Linked DNA regions of Sus scrofa: region 2 is linked to region 1. A link is a contact called in public HiChIP or PLAC-seq data. All regions are on one chromosome and are shown on one strand. The core of a region is the stretch at or near the end of the contact, and the rest is flanking DNA. Distances in the headings are between cores, read along the strand shown. Region 1 overlaps SLC12A8 (solute carrier family 12 member 8). Region 2 holds the start of HEG1 (protein HEG homolog 1).

Evidence for each region. HiChIP or PLAC-seq counts read pairs in DNA pulled down with a chosen protein or histone mark.
Region 2: a contact with region 1 is called in an H3K27ac HiChIP or PLAC-seq map of skeletal muscle. The contact joins the promoter of HEG1 here to the enhancer-like site in region 1. A contact is called at or near these places in 7 of 47 Hi-C or Micro-C datasets (adipocytes, embryonic fibroblasts, fibroblasts and 4 more) and 1 of 2 datasets of contacts at active chromatin or transcription factors (skeletal muscle).

Annotation. Positions count from the first base shown.
Region 1 is chr13:135,192,580-135,198,192 of Sscrofa11.1, forward strand. The region is part of intron 6 of SLC12A8 (solute carrier family 12 member 8); the gene reads left to right. Among named protein-coding and RNA genes, the nearest start is that of HEG1, 73 kb to the right of the region's middle. Within about 2 kb of position 3,187, at least 29 of the 83 cell types and tissues checked have an H3K27ac peak or open chromatin away from gene starts, as enhancers often do. A contact at or near this core is called in embryonic fibroblasts, retroperitoneal adipose tissue, skeletal muscle and 1 more, where this site is marked.
Region 2 is chr13:135,264,877-135,270,670 of Sscrofa11.1, forward strand. HEG1 (protein HEG homolog 1) reads left to right here and starts at 3,690. Exons shown (of 17, transcript XM_021070219.1): 1 at 3,690-4,135. The coding sequence starts at 3,904.

The sequences.
Region 1 (5,613 bases), core at 1,937-4,436:
CTTGTCCCCGGGGCACAGACTCAGAAAAACACAGGTAGGGTATGGTATGTTAGTTCGACCTCAGTAAAGCTGTTACAATGAAAAATAAAACGAAAGCGCCTTTACCAGCTTTCCTGCATCCCACTGCTCCCTCTAGCCACGGGCCCTTTCTTGCCTCTCCTCATTCCCTTGCGGGTCTTTGTGCTCCCACTCTGTTCTCCTGCCTCCTGCCCCACTCTCTCCATTTTGAATTCCAAGCCCATCTGTCCAATGAAATGGTTCTTTGCAAAGTTGTCCGTGGCTTCCATGTTTCTCAGCTCAGCAGCAGTTACAAGGTCTCAGGGTGTCTGACCTCCCAGCCGTGTTCCACGTTCTCCTTCCCTGCTGAGCCTTCGAGGAGGCAGCACCCTCCTGGCTCCCCCACCTCTCCCACGTGCCTTTGGAGCTGCATCCTCTTCTGCCTGCCCATTAAATGTCGGGGTTCTTCGGTCTGGGCCCAGACCCCAACTCTCCTCTTTCTCTATTCTTTTCCTTGGGATCTCAGCCATGCCCATTGTTCAGGGACCACCCCCAAAGCTGGCGACTCCCCACATTTACGCCTCGAGCCCTGACTTCTCTAAGCTTCACATCATGTGTTCAGTTGCCTACGTGAGATCCTCTGTTGGTACCTCAGACCCAGCATGCCTAGAACCCAACCCATCCCACCTCCCCCCACAACTGGTTCTCCTCCTCTACTCCTGATCTCAGGAGATGGCCCCTGCAGCCCTCCCTGTTGTTCCTGCAGCTCCTGGAGACTTACTCCTGAGACCCTCCTCTCCCTGACCAGTGCTCGCCAAGCCCTGTTCTCCTAACTTTGCCCCCTTTACCTCCTGCTTCCCTCCATCTCTACCACCTGACCACTCTGGTCCAAGCTTCATCTCTCGGTTGGATAACCGCAGCGGCTCAGACCTGACCCCCCTTGGAGGCTTGGTCACAGGAATCACAGGAATGAGGCTGGAGCTGGGCCTCGGTAGTGGCAGATAGAAGCTTGTTCTACGAGTCCAGGTGCGCCAGAAACAGTGCGCTTCATTCATCTCAGTGAAGTGGAAAGAGAGAGTGACTCTGAGCCTGCCCTCTGCCAGGATGACTGAAAGCACGTCCATCATTCATCGCGTCTCCGCCTCACCCTGCCATTCCGCCCCAGCGTCCTAGAGTCTTACTGAGGGCCAAGGCGTGTTGAGGGGCTCTGGCCTTTCATCATCTGTGCTCAGCGCCAGGCCCTCCCCTTGCCCCGTCTGCTGAGCCCTTCAGGTTTGTGCTCTCAACTGCTTCTGAGCTACTTTGGGAGACTGGAAATCTGCTGAGCCTGGGAACCCTATGCTTAGAATCTGTGTACTTCTCAGACCCTCTTTTCTGGCATCTTGCCGGATTCCCACCAGCGCTGCCAGGGTATAGGTCTCAGGTCCCCGTTGTTTCAGATCCTGTGGGCCTTTCTCCTTCCCCAGCTCCAGGGGCAATCCGCTGTTCCAATAAGGGGACATTGCTGTCCAGGGCTAGCTTTGCGGACAGGCATGGATGTAGGCATTCACGCTGGGTCCCAAGCTCAGAAGGGCCCCATACTTGGTTTAATGCTTTACTGTGGCTCAAATTCGTAATAATTTTTGAACAGATGTCTTACATTTTTATTTGTTCTGGGCTCTGCAAACTATATAGTATGCTGGTTTCATCCCCCAAGGCTTTCCCCTGTCATTCTGCAGCTTCTTTCCTGCTTCCTCAACCCTGTACAATTTCCTAAGGGCCCGGGCTTCTGAGAAACGGAACCCCAAACCGTGCTCAGGCATATTCTGCTGCTGCTTCACCACGCATTTCCTCTAAGGCAGTAGAATAAAGGTCAAGTTCCTCTTGAGTGGACAGAAAAGGAAAGGGGAAAATAAAATAGAGGAAAAATCTTAGAAGTTAACATCTGAGAGTATTCTCCAGCCCCTCCCATTCCCCATCCCCCACCCCCATCCTCATCACCATCTACTTCCAGCCTCCCCACCAACCCTCCAAGAAGCTTCCCACCCAAGTGTGTGTTTCCTCAGGCCTGGCCGTGAGTCAAGCACCGCTGGGCACGGGTGCCAGGTTAGCAGTGACCCCTGAGGCAGGGCTGTGGGCCTCCGAGGCGGCCAGCACCCCTGGGGAGGTTACCTCAGCCATGGGACCCTGCCAGGCCTCCTCCACGCTGCTAGCACATTGTCCCTTAAGAGAAGCCCGGTTTGGAAGGGGGAGGGGGTGGGGAGCCCCCCCTCCCTCATGTCCTCTTCCAGTAAGGAGTTCACAGTGGCCTGAGCTTGGAAGCCTAGTGCTTGAGCTGGAATAACATTCCAGATCAGCTGGTCCAGCAACTGTCAATGTTTTGTCTTTTACTCCATCTTCATTTTTGGTAATCATACTGAAAACCGCACGACCCTGGAAATTCTCATGTGCCTCCCTGGACCAGAGAGAGGTGTCTTTGTCCTTCCTTTGGGAATGATTGCTGCCTGAGAATACTCATCAAGCTTTATTTTTTTGTGGCTTAAATTATAAAAAAATCATTTTGTAATATTCCAAATATGAAATGATACTATTGAATAAGCTGTCTACACAAGCCTCTTTTACCTCACCCCACTCCCCACCCCCTCCAGGCACAACCAGGTTGAGAATCACTGATCTGACCCTTTATTTGACCACCGGGGAAAGGAGGAAGGCAAAAGAACTTATGAAAGATCGTGGAAGGTCACCCAGCTAATTAGTGACTGGAGTTGGGCCACCATCCTGCTGTGGAGACTTGCCTTCCCTGGCTCCCTCTGTTTTTCAGGGGGTCCCAGTGTAAACAGGGTAGGCAGGTCAGCAATTTGTATCGCTTGGCTTTCCCCTGGCAGATGTTCCATTAAGCTATGAAAAGCATGGATGATTGGCAGTTTCCATGGTGATGGATTTGCCAAGGATTAGCTCTGAGTGAGTCATGGCTGGGGCTCCCTCCAACGCCATCCTTTTCTGGAATAAGAGAACCTCCAGATTGTAGGCAGGGGAGAGGATTTTAGAAGAACGGACACTTCAGTCCCCTGCCCCGCATCCTCATCTCTGGCCAATGACATTTTATTTAGGTTACTTTGGAGATTTTTATCCCAGGGGCAGGAGACCTCCTGGGAAGAGCAGCTGAAGCCGGGGCTTTCCGTGGCTCCTCTGGGTTTCTGAAGCAAGGTCTCAGTCTGTCCTTCTCACTGCGCTGCACCACGCCCTGTGGTGGGGGCTGCAGGGTGGGGCTGGGGCCTTGGAAGACTCTGCGTTTGCTTTCTCTCTGAAAGTGCTTTCTTTCCCCGAGGTATACCAGCAAACTTCCCTGAAAAACAAACGTCTCTCCCTATAGGGTTTACACACACACACATGCAGCCACTCCACGGATCCACGGTAAATACATGGAGGAACTAGGAAATGGAAATTCACTAGGAATAATACCATTGTGTGAAGTCATGTAACCCTCGTCCTCAAATCTCAAACTCTTACTGGAAGGGATGAGGGCCTCTTGTGGTTGACCACACCCAGCATAAAAATGTAGCGGGGAAACCAGCAGCCTTTACCAGAATATCCACAGTTACCTTTGTGGTCCAGAGCCCTGCTATTTCTGTGACACCCTTTGACCTCCCTGTGCCTGATTCCACCCCTCACCCCCCTCCACCCTAACACACACACACACACACACACACACACACACACACACACACACACACACACACACACACACACACAGAGTCTCTGGGATGCTCAGCTCTGAGCATCAGCCCTGGCCCTGCCTCCAGGCTCCCTTCTGCATTCATCTCCTCCCAAGGTATGTCCTAGGTCTCCTCCTAAGTTATGTGTCTCGTGAATGAGAGAACAAGGACCTGCTGGGCCAGAACGGGGTCCTGGTTTAAGGAACAAAAAGCCACAATGAAGTACATTATTCTAAAACCCCACGCACCCCACTGCATTGTGACAGACATGTGAATAGGAACAGGAGAAAGGAAGGAAGCTTTATCATTATTTTGCTTGTGTGTTTTGCAGTTTCACTTATAGCATTAGTTTATAATTTTATCAAAATTATTAGAACATCTGTAATAATCTTTATCACTACAATAGCGGATGACATCGAGCACCGTGCTGAGCATGTTACAGTAGTCTTTCATTCAAACCTCAACTTGGCCCCACTGCTTCTGTCAGATGCAGGTTTACCATGAAGCTAATGAAGTCTGGGCTTTAGGGTCCCTCGCTTGCATGATCTCCATCTAAGGCCCTATTCATAACTCTGTATTTTTTTAAAAAGTTTCAGGCCCCACAGAGCCTGGATCCTCCCATGGGTTCTATGACTAATCCATTTTACAGATGAGGAAACAAGAATACAGACAGGTGATTTCCCAAGGTCATGCAGACAGAAAATGATGAACCCCATTGCTCCATGTGCTTTTGAGAGGATGCTGGAAGAGAGGACACAGAAGCCAGCAAACCTTGTTGGAGTCTCAGCGTCCGAATGTCCCATTTTTTGACATTGTCTCAGCAGCGTCTCCTGAGCATCGAGAGGGTGGGGGACAAGTTTGGCCTCCAAGAATAGAGTGCAAGAGGGGATGAAAGATTCCTATAGGATCAGCTGAATAAACAAACCAATCAGCCAGATGTGGAGGAGGAGTGGTGTTTTAGAAATCAGGTGGAAGGTAAGGAGAGGCAGCCAGAGTCCTTAGGAACCCAAGGGGATTCTGAGCGAGAAAAGGAGCCCTCTTCCCTGAGTAGGCATTTCTTTAGCACCTACTAGGTGCCAGGTGCCCTGCTAGATGCCTTATAAATCTCCTGCGAGGTCAGTAATCTTATCCCCATCTGCAGATGAGGAGGCTGAGGCTCAGAGCCACACTGCCTCCAAAGAGCAACAAAAGGCAGCAGGTAAGGCTCCGTCACTTCAGTGCCTGGGCGTTCTGCCTTAATGGAAAAGAGAAATAATACATTTATGAACTTTTTGAAAGATGAAAGAAACCAGGCAGCAGAGAAACAAATGGAAAGAGAAAATCGAGGGCTTCTGAGGTCACAGATTTGGATCAAGAAGCTCCCAGGAGGAAGCTTGGAAGTTCTTTAAGAAAGAGTAAGTAGTCCTTTAATAAACAACTAACAGACACCAGAAAAGCCTAGAAAAAATGATCAGGCTTTTTTCCCCCCTTACAAATTTTCATTTTTAGTTTCAAAAAAGAAAATAGGGTGGGAAGTATGACTGTGATGACAGGCAGCAGTGAAGACAGTCTGCTGGCGCTGTGCTCGACGAAGGCGGTGGTTAGAAAAAACAGGTACCACTGTTTGTTTTGTAGGGGTTGGTAAGAGGTCAGATACATCAATACCCGTTATTGTAATCAAGCTGATTTTAGAAAAGTTTCAGAGGTCAGTCCCTCTCCTGGCCATCTGCATCCATTGTCAGACCAGACTTGTGAGTCCCTGTGCCAAGCGCAAGCCCCCAGTCCACCTGGTGCCACCCAACCAAACCATAAGCATGATATCAATAGCCAGGATGGGTGTGGATGGCGCTAGAGGTTTAGCCTCATAAAGGTTTTCCCAAGCTGGTACAGTGATGGCCAACACCAGCCACCCTCAGATGTTACACTGACACAGTGAAGACAG
Region 2 (5,794 bases), core at 2,440-4,939, 73 kb after region 1:
ACTAGGCCCAACGTACTGCCCCCAGATGAAGCTCAATCTGTTGACTGGTTTCTTCGCCCTCAGGGACCCCAGTCCTGTGATGTTACTGATGTGCAACCACCACTGTATGCACGGCCCCAAACTCTACAGAGGCCTTTCCTCAGGACTGGGTACCCTTTTGGACTGTTCAGAAAGCAGTGCTATTAAAGGCTCTGGCTCCAGGAGGAGCATCACATGCAGCCCTTGAGTCTGATGAGGTCCTGATACCTTCTGGACAGTGATCTCATCATATTCTCAGATCAACCCTGGGAGGCAGCAGAGGGTAATGATTTTTCTCCCCACTGTACAGCTGGGGAGACTGAGGTCAACCAGATCACTTTTCTTGGCCAAACAGTGAGAACAGCTCAGGAACAGAACTTGGAAAGAACCCAAGGCCCTCTCTGCCGGGTCTGCCCACCAGCCTGAGGACTCCCCAGGCTGAGGACACGCTGCAGCCAGAGCCTGCAGGCTTGTTCACTTTGGTGCTGAAGGACATTTCATCACCTCCTGGAACCACAGAATGTCAAAACCAACGGGCACTGAGAGATCATCTGATTCAACACCTTTGTCTTATGAGGAGGAAACTGAGGCCAGAGATAGGAATCTCTTCTCCCCTCCCTCTCCTTTCTCTGCTCTGCTGATAATGCATGGTCGGGCAGAGACTGCTAGCTGTCTATGCAAATCCCTTCTCCCCTTCCAGCCCAGGTGACTAGACTCTATTTCCCAGACTCCTTTGCGGTTTGGTCAAACCATATGCTCTCCGGTGGGATGGAGAAGGAAGTGAAGCCTTCCACTTTCAGGCCTGGCTCACCAGTGCCTCCCATCCTCTCAGCTCCAGGTTCGTTTTCATCTCTGGCAGATTGGGAGGTCAATTCCAAGGGCAGCTTTGGAAGCCATGCGTTGGAGAATGGCAGAGCCACTCAGAGTATGGAGACCTGAGTGGCTGTGTTGGGGAGAGCCACCCACCGGACCTGAATACCAGTGCCTAAGGCTGTCAAGTGAACAAGGAGAATACAACACCTATCATGTAAAGCTGCTGCATTTGGGGAGATTTTTGTTACTGCAGCCTAGCCTAAACCTAATCTAACGCATGTGAGTAGAGACCAGACAGCCCCTGCAAATGCTCTGGCTACATACAGTGTCAGGTGATGGAGACCATGGGCTCACTGCTGATCTCACTGTCCGCAGCTTTGGAGAGGTCCCACTCCCACCTATAGAGAGGTCAGGAATGTCAGACTCCTAACTCACTCCATCCAGAAATTGGGTCTGAACTGGCTTCCTACCTGTTTAATTCTAGATCAAAAGACTCCCAGGGCTGCACTGGACCTGAGATGTCATCTGGTTTATCCCCTCAGCTCCAGACATGGCCTCTTCTAAGCCTTGTGAGCTGACCAAAAATCTCGTCTGGATTTTTATATCCCTGGGGAGGAAACACTCCAAATTCCTTAGACACCTGCTTTATACTTCCTTGTCACTGGGTCAGGTTCTCTACTGAACCCTAAAACAGCAGAGCTGGGACATCCATTAGCAATCATCTCGGACAGATATTGTTTTACAGATGAGGAACCTGAGGCCCAGATCACAGCGAGAATGGTCAGGTCAGGGCAAGAAGCAAGGGCCCTAAGTCCACCTTGACTACTCTTTCAGGGTTCTATCTGCTTCCAACTCTCCCTTGTATTTTTCTTCTTCTGTCCTAGGAGGATCTGAAAACTGTGCTGGGGTCCATCTTTGCTATGATCAATCTTTCCACGTTCTCCTGTGTTTCCCTTACTCCACCCCTCACTCCCAGGTTAAGCATCTCCCATCTTACCTGAAATGGGTCCTTCTCTAGGCAGAGGGAAGATGGGGGAGGCGAATCTGGTGCATGGTTGCTCCTTGGGCCTTGGTAGTGAAGACATTTCCATATCCACACCAGAAACCTCGAAGGGCCACTAAATTCTCACATGTTACCAGAAGGGCAAGCCGGGCTATGTGAAATGTTCTTTGAGGAAGAGAGCGAGCAGCCATGACCAGAACCTCTGAGCATGTTGCCTTGGCGTGTTGGGGTTTGTCTGACTGCCTCCGGGCTGCTGGGCAGTGCTGCCTGTTCATAGGGAAGTGGGATCCTGAGAAGTTGAACTGGGTCCATGAGAGCAAACCACGTTACTTACAGAGGTGTCATTGTCTGATATTTTCTTGGAAAGACCTGGAAATTCTGCTTGAGAGCCCTGGAAAGCTGGGTTTGTTTTGTGGTTCTTTAAAAACGAAACAAAATAAAACCAAATTGTTACCCCTCACTCCTCAGCTTAAGGTGAGCTTGTATATACACAGCATCCTTTATGTTTTGTGCCAAGTGACTCATGTGGACTGAATCACCAGAGAGTGGGCCTAGCCCATTTGCAGCTGCCCTAGACACCATGATCTGCTCATTGCCCTGAAGGGGGCAGGGTCATGACTCCCAGAGACAGTAATAGAGAGGAGGGGAGAAATGAGGTGGAGACAGGCCTGAAAGGGAAGTCCACACTCACAGTTTCCTGAGCATCTGTGGTCACACAGGGTCCCCATTGGAACTGATGAGATCCCCAGGAGCTCCAGGATTCATCTCAGTTGGCACATTGTCTGCATTATTGCAAATTCCAAATTGTAGGACCAGAATTAATAATGCCACATGGTCCTTCAGAGATTAATCCCTTCATCTTTGGGAATAGCTTCAGAATCTTGAGCAAGTTACTCTCCCATTTGGAGCCCTTTTCACCTGGAAATGCAGAGGCTTAGAGTACAGTCTTAAAATGTAGACATTTTATCTTCTATATCCTGGCAACAGAGGGGATAGGGACACAAATGGAACTTTATTTACCAGGGAAATCTGTCTAAACTAAATCTTTGAATCTCTCCCCGGAAAGGTTTCCATTTAAAATTCAGGGATCTCTGTGCATCCTTCTGTTGAATTTGCTATCCGCGGCCCATTTCCAGATATGAGTTTGCCCTAGCCCTGCCTGAATTCACAGTTTTCTTTTCCCTGCAGCCTGTTTGGGTGTCCCGGCCATGACATTTCTGCAGAACTGTGGTGTGAGCCAAAGGCAGGGGTGGGCTGGGGATGGACTCCAGGTTTGAGAGGACGTGGGTGGGGGGGTGTAGGATGACTCCCGCGATGGCTGCAGGGTGTGGTGTTAGGCTTGGCTACAGCCAACTCAACCCCAGCCCTGGGGCCTGGAGGAGAGGTGGAGGGGGGGCGGCAGGCGGTAGGGGGTGTGTGTATGGGAGTGGGGGGTGGCTAAGATTAGTAGGGATGGGAAGCAGGGGCACAGGTTCCACTGCCCTCGCATATCAAAGCACTTTGTATGATCTACTTAATGGTAATCACATTACCCAGTACCTGCTTTTCACCGATTGTGCATTTAAGGAGCTGAGAAATTCTGGTCCCCGATTCAGAGGACTCGGGTTTTCTAAATTTTCTGCAAATAGCAAGGCAATACTAATCGGGGTGGGGAGGGTGGGTGTGCGTGTGTGTGTGTCCGAGGTCACCGGCTCCGAGGACCTCCCCCCGCAGTCCCAGGCCGGCGCTCGCGGGCCCGGCCCCCGCCCCCTTCCTGCCCTCTCCCCGCCCCGGCCGAGCCCGGCCGCGCTCGGCCGGTGATGTCAACCCGAGGAGGAGCCGCCCGCCCCGCGACCCGCCCGGGCTAATCAGCATGTAGCGGCGCCGGGGCCGCCTCCGCCGCGCCCGCCCGGCCCCCGACCTCCCTCCCGCGGCTCCCCACAACTTTTGAGGCGGGGACCGCGCTTGCAGCTTCACTTCGCTCACTTCCCCAGCCCGGCGCGGCACCCGCCGCCCGTTTCCCTCGCACCCGTGGCCGCCCCGCGCCCACCCGCGCGCCGGGCATGTGAGCGCGGGCGGGCGCCGCCACCATGGCCTCGCCGCCGCCGCTCCTGCTGCTGCTGCTACCGCTGCTGCTACTGCCGCCGCCGGCCGCCCCCAAGCCCCGCAACGAGAGCGAGCCGCCGCCGCCGCCGCCGCCGCCCGCGCTGTCCCCGGAGCGCCACGGGCCCGCGCCTACGGGCCACCGCTGGACAGCCGCTGTGCGTGGCACCGCGACGCGGCCCGAACCTTCGGGCCGAGTCCCCCGAGGCGGGAGCACCGGTGAGTGAGTGCCAGGGACCAGCGCCGCGCGAGCCTCGGGCTGGGGGCGTGGGCGCGCCCAGGGCTGCATCCCAGAGCCCTAGGCCCCTCCGCGTCGCTCAGCCCCGGTGGGGGCTCCGCTTCCCCTCGCGCGCTGGGACCCTTGGGGTTGGGGTGGGAGGGAGGGCAGCGAGCTGGGAGAGTGGTTTCCTAGCCGCTTTCGCCGCCGGCTGGACTGGGGTGTGTGTGACCATCCTGTTCTCTCTCTACCCCTTGGAAGAAAACTTATCTGCCATGGTGTACCCTGGACCCCCCGTACACCTACCTTAACAAAAAAAAAAGAAAGAGAAATACCTCCGAACCTTACAAAGAGCCTCTCCCACTTCGGAGGTGATAACAACTGGCCAGTCCGTTCCACAATTCCATTCTTTCCTATAGATACAGAAAGGGCCTCTCCTGGTACAGAGGCTGACTTTCAGATTTAAATAAGTGACTGTAGGGTTCTAGCCTTGAGGATATTTGTAAAGGGCAAAAGGGTGTAGCTGGAAACCAAACTCTACTGAATCACTCTAAAGCAAGAGGCTGGTAGGGCCGGGGGTGGGGGGTTCCAAGGTGAAGCCCCGCAATGCAAACGTCTTTCCTCTCCTTTTGGTTCCTGAGAGCGCTGCTCCATACCCAGCCACTGCCTGTCTGCTCAGAGAGGGACCTGTCCTCTCTCCTCTGGACCTTTTAATTCAGTTGCTTCTTTAGGTCTGGGAGAAATGCAAAGAACTAAGTGGAATTCTATCCATAATATCTTTGTGACCTGGGGACTGTCACTTCTTTGGATCTCAGCCTCTCCATCTGTGAAATGGAAGTAATGAGACCCACTCTTCCTGGCCTCCTGATGATGATGTGACAAAATGAAAGTAAAAATAAGTGGAAAGTGCTTTGAACAAAGTCAGCAGGGCTGTGTTGGCCGCTGCCTTCCTGGGAGTGATGCAAGGCATACATTCTCTCAGAGATGCCAGGATAGGTATTGACCTGGAGTTGAGGTGAAGGCTGAGAAGATTTCATCGTCCTGCTGGACACTTCATTTAAGTGTCTCATGTCACACAAACTTCCTGGGATAGGAATTCACTTGCTTCATTGCCCCGAGAGATGCCTCCTCCCATCAAACAAGAAAAAAAAAAAAAAAAAAAAAAAGCTTAGAAAATAATCAGATCCTCTCATAAAAACTCAGCTCTATGCAGTAGTACTCCCATCATTGCAAAAGCCTTGTCTTTGTGACCTTCTCCATCACGGGCACACGATCGAGAAAGTGAGGGGTCCGTAAGGGAAGAGAGAGGAGAAAAAAGCTTCTAAAGGTCTGCGGGAGACACACCCACCATGACCCCAACTCTAGGTGACTTACAGCGTACATTGTTTTACGTTCCACGGGAAGGACTCAAGAACATAAAGAGAACATTTCCTGGCTTTCTTATGTTAGAAACCTAAGTACAGAATACTGCAGGAATGTGTGAGTCTTCTAAATGGGAAGTGGGGTACAGGGGATTCAGGCCTTTTCAGGACCTGGGGGCAACTCTCGCTGGGCGGCAGTCAGGCTTTCTTAGGGCCTGATCTTGTTAGGAGGTGGGTGGGAAGGAAGCTGACATGTTGGGGCTGGCTGGATGAGGCTGGCACATGCGTCTCCTTCCTTCT